Regions from separate parts of the Gossypium hirsutum genome. Here region 1 is linked to region 2. The links are chromatin contacts, called in public Hi-C maps. All regions are on one chromosome and are shown on one strand. Each heading gives the region's core, a stretch centred on a gene start, on an enhancer-like site or on the middle of the called end of the contact. The rest is flanking DNA. Distances are from core to core; before and after follow the strand shown.

Region 1 (2,700 bases), core at 152-2,651, 770 kb before region 2:
ATGTAAAAAATTGAGATATTAAATAAAAATTAAAATTAAAAAAAGTTATTTGACACAAATATAAAATATATACCTTATGGCGTGAGCACTTAGGTGTAAATTGATTTTAATATATCCCGTGCAAAGGGACATCATCAACAGAAATGTTTAACTGCAATTGACAACAAAAGAGAGTTTGGTTGCTCCAAAAAGTCAGATTTAACAACTTTGAAGACTCCGTCGACATGAAGAAAGACAAGTAAGGAGCACATTCACTTTCCCATTCCAATACATTAAGTAGTAGAATCAAATTTCTTGGAAGATACTTCAATTATATTTAAAAAGTCTCTTTTAGGTATTTTTAATAACAAATTGTGTGACTTCATTTTTTAAAAAAATTAATTAATATTATGCATTAATTTTTTAGCTCGGGATCAATTTCCCTCGATAATATTATTTTTAATTAATGTAAAAAATAAACAAAAATAACAAATAATAATAGTACGTTTTTTTATTCAATTGTATTTATGATTTCTGGTTGTATTTGAATTTAAAATTTTAAAATTTATGATTTTATAAAAAGGGTTAAATTAGGATTTAGTTCTAAAAGAGTCCAGGGTTGTAAAATTTTATACAAAAAATAGATTAATTTTAGAGTTAAAAATAATAATAGTTAATTTGATATTTCTTGTTGTATTATATTATTCGCAATGTTGTTTGAACTGAATTAGATCGGTCAGTCGGATTAGTTTAGAAAGTGATTTTGAACCAATTAAATCGAAAATCGGTATGAACTGATTGAATCGATTAAAAATAGTTGACTTGACGATTGAATCAATTGCTTGACTGATGAATCAATGACTTAACCGATTCGACTACCAGTCCAATTTAAAAAAAACATTAATTATTCATTTACTCTAAAAAAATATTGTTGGATCATCATAATGTAAATTAAAATCTAATATAATTAGTTAACAGTAAGAATTTTGGGATTAATTTCAGCATAGGACAATCTTAGGAAAAAAATATTTATGAAGAAGAAGGAAATAACGCGAAAGCTTCTTGATGTAATTGATTGAAGAAAGCGACAAAAAATGTTATCAACATCAAATCTGATATAAAACGAGGAAATAGAAGCTTAAAGACCAACCAATCTATCATCAGAGCTATGATTAGCGTGGTTGCCGGGGTAAAGCCACAAGGCCGACAAGTTGACTAATTCAACACCAAACATAGGGCATGAGATGACTTAATCAAACACAAAATCCAAGTCAAGTCAATTATATATATATTAGTTAGATAGATATTGATAGAAAAAATGAAGTAAACGATATTATACATACTAATTATTTAACATTCCCTTTTAACTAATATATATTTGGACTTATTCAAAGTCAAGCTCACCTTATAAGACCTGCAATTGGTAAGAAACCTTCAAAAAAACGTATAGACGTGATATTAAGAACAAAATTTAGGTGACCAACTCGACTGGCCAAAGTTGGAATTGTTCGTCTCAATGGCCGAGCAACTACACTTCGTGTTGATCCCGCTCATGGCGCAAGGTCATATGATTCCTATGATTGACTTGGCCAAGCTTCTTGCAGAACGAAGGGTGATGGTAAGCTTAGTCACTACGCCCCACAATGCGTCCAGGTTCGACTCGGTCATCCAACGAGCTACCCAATCAGGGCTTCAGATCCAAGTAGTGAAAATCCCATTTCCATGCCGGGAAGTCGGACTCCCTGTGGGATGCGAGAACCTTGACACTTTGTCTTCCAGGGATCTATTGAAAAGGTTCTACAATGCACTCGGAATGTTGCAAGAACCATTGGAACGATTCCTGGAGCAACAAAAGCCGCTTCCCAGCTGCATAATATCAGATAAGTGTCTTTCCTGGACTTCCAAAACTGCTGAAAGGTTTAACGTTCCCAGGATTGTTTTCCATGGGATGGGCTGTTTTTCATTGCTGTGCTCTCACAATGTGAAGCTTCACAAGGCTCATCTTTCGGTTGCTTCGGATACGGAACCGTTCGTGGTGCCGGGATTGCCACAAACGGTGGAGATAACAAGGGCTCAACTTCCTGGAGCATTTGTTAGTCTGCCAGACCTGGACGATGTTCGGAACAAGATGCAAGAGGCCGAAATGAGTGCTTTCGGTGTTGTCATAAACAGCTTCAATGAACTAGAGCAAGGGTGCGTGGAACAGTACCAGAAGGCTATAAAGAAAAAGGTTTGGACCATTGGACCGGTTTCTTTATGCAACAAGATGAACTTGGACAAATTTGAAAGAGGAAACAAAGCATCGATCAAGGAACAAAAATGCATGAAATGGCTCGACTCGAAGGAACCAAGGTCAGTTATTTACGCTTGCCTGGGTAGCCTATGCCGTCTAGTTCCAGCACAACTAATAGAACTGGGGTTAGGTCTAGAAGCATCACAACAACCATTCATTTGGGTAGTCAAAACAAGCGATGAAAGAGCTGAGGAGCTAGAGAAGTGGTTTTCAGAGCAGAAATATGAGGAGAGGATCAAAGGGAGGGGGCTTTTGATCAAGGGTTGGGCTCCACAAGTTCTTATCTTATCCCACCCTGCAATAGGAGGGTTCATAACTCACAGTGGTTGGAATTCAACCATAGAATCTGTATGCTCCGGGGTTCCAATGATAACATGGCCTCAATTCTCGGAACAATTCTTTAACGAAAAACTCATCGTCCAAATTCT
Region 2 (2,700 bases), core at 192-2,691:
ACCCAGCACGATTGGGCATGATTTCTCGAATTTTCAAACACAAAATATTGCCTCATTTTAAGAAAACATGGATGAAATTTCAAAAGGATATTCAGTTATTCGGTTGAACAAAAAATCGAAACCCAGCAAGGTATGGCACGATTTCTCGAACTCCCAAACACGAAATATTGCCTTATTTTGAAAAACTTTCAAATAATCAATTTAAAAACTGGCTCCAAATGGTTAAGAATAGGAATGAGCCGACCAATACCAATTAAAACGTTGGAATTTGAGTCCTGATGCTATGATATAAAAAAACAAAGTTACAAACATGGAATACAGATTAAATATTATAAAATTAAATAACCGTAATATGAAATTTGAAAGGAACGAGTTTGGGTGCATACGATGGCGACATATCATACATCATACAAATGCCGACATTAATATTCGAAGGCTAATGAATTAAAAGTAAATTTTAATGAAATATCAAGCTTAAATAACATGCAACAAGCCTTAAAATAAATAAACAAATGAATGATATACAAGAAATGAAATTTGGAATCATCAATATGCAAACAAACAATTATATATAAAAATCTTGAAGTAAGTAATATATATGAAAGTTTGAAATAGATAAAAAATAAACATAAATAATATATGAAATAGTAACATATAAACAAAATCTCAAAATAAATAATAAAAAAATAGTAAGTGATATATGCAACAATATATGTTAATCTAAATAAATGATATACATGAAATAAAAAAAATTCAGTGTAAATAAAGTATATATATAAATACTAATATATGAAAGTTTTTAAAATAAATGAAATATATAATTTATGATAGGGTCCTTTAAAGAAAGAAATTATATATATAAATAGATTTAAAGGAAGATATATATACATATATATATACACGTAAATACATTTAAAAGAAAATATTTACATAAAATAATATGAAATCAATAATATATATTTTGAATAAAAAATAATTATGTAAATGTATGTATAATAGCATTAAATTAAATGTCATGTAAATCTTTAAAACATAGAAGAATATAAAGGAAGATTTAAAAAAATAGTAAAATAAAACAATTGAAAAAAAAACGAAAATGAATGTATAAAATGACAAACTAGAACAGTGCAAAATCAAGAAGACAATTCAAGATGATATGTTAAAACAATCTCTAAAGGATGAATAATAAATAAATTTTAAAAATAAAAGGAGTAAAAAACACAAGCTGATGATAAAAAAAACAAAAAAAAACCAATTGAAATAAAAATAAAATTAAAAGGACAATTTACAAATAAACAAAAGTAATAAAACAGAATTAAGGATTTTAACATAACGCATACAAACAAAAAGGAATTAAAAGCACAATTAACCCAGATTCTTGAACGCAGCGCTTCAACGTTGACCAAACTGTAACGGTGCATAAATCCCAGGGAAGATTTGAAAAAACGAAAGTCATACAAAAATGGCCTAATCAAATGAGGACACAAAAACGAGGAACCAGTTGTGAAATTTACCCATTTAGGGTGAAAATGCACAAATTCACCCATTTAGAGCGCCGTTTGATTTGTTTCTTTTTTAACCAAAAAAAAAATCATTAAAACTCATTTACTGCTTAAAAACAAAGGATATTCCATCTTTGAACCACCCCTTGTTCTTCGACAGATCAAAGAGAAGCAGCTCAACCGCCATTTTGAGCCAAGCTTCGATTTTAGAGAGGGCTTCTCCGGGCCACGTCGGTGGGTTCAGGTAAGATCTTTCTCCTTTTCCTTTTTTATATTTTCGTATGTATGGAAAGAAATAAAAAAACGAAAAGAATGAAATTTTATGTATCTTTTGTATTTCGTCTCCCCTTTTACAATGATTTTGTTTCGGCCTTTATAGCTGAAAAGGAAAAAAAACAAAACAACTTACTCCTATTTCGTTGCACTTTCTGGTACTGCTTCCTATTTTTTCGTAGGTATGGAGGCGCGAGCGTAACACCTACATGGAGCGAACGTGGAGGCGCGAAATGCGGGTGTGGTGTGAGGGTGGAGGCGGCGCCGGCCAAAGGGAGTGCCTAAGTGCTAGGGTTTGCTGTTTCTGGAAAAAAACTTTGGGCCATAGTATTGGGCTTAAGGTTTTGGGTTAGTTTGGGGTTTGTATTGGGTTTGTTATTTAGTGACTTGGGTCGGGTAATTTTGGCTCATTACAAAGTTAATTCAATTTAATAACAAGAGTAATCAATAACTCAATCCTCCATTGATTCATATAAAATATAATATTTTTCTTATTCACAATTTCAATATGATATCCATAATAGTGAATATATTTGAAAACTAATGGATTAATCATCACAAATTTTGTACTTTTTCAATATTGATATATTAGCTTTTCTAAAGCTTTCAACTAATTTTGTATTATCAAATATTGTAATAATATTTGTTTGTTTCAGTACTGAATAAGATAAATATTTTCTATCTGTAATGATAGAATTCATTACTACATTCTCATATATTTCTTCGAAGAATATTAACAGAAACAAAATATTTGAGCATACAATAAAAATTATATTCACTTTTAATATTAATATAAAACTTAAAAGATAAGTATTTTAAAAAAAAATTAATTGTATTATGTATATAAGCATTCTAAAAAAATTTTTAATTTCCTTTCAAAAATTTTATTTTTATTTAATAAATTATTCTCATTAAATTCACATTC

What was found. A called contact is a pair of places that touch in the nucleus more often than the background predicts.
Region 1: a contact with region 2 is called in a Hi-C map of leaf, with 2.2 times the contacts expected there. The contact joins the promoter of LOC107948120 here to the promoter of LOC107931520 in region 2. A contact is called at or near these places in 2 of 34 Hi-C or Micro-C datasets (leaf and seedling).

What each region holds. Positions count from the first base shown.
Region 1 is chrA04:63,918,357-63,921,056 of Gossypium_hirsutum_v2.1, reverse strand. LOC107948120 (UDP-glycosyltransferase 73D1) reads left to right here and starts at 1,401. Exons shown (of 1, transcript XM_016882589.2): 1 at 1,401-2,700. The coding sequence starts at 1,496.
Region 2 is chrA04:63,144,816-63,147,515 of Gossypium_hirsutum_v2.1, reverse strand. It overlaps LOC107931520 (vacuolar protein-sorting-associated protein 37 homolog 1), which reads left to right and starts at 1,441. Exons shown (of 8, transcript XM_016863430.2): 1 at 1,441-1,746; 2 at 1,958-2,700.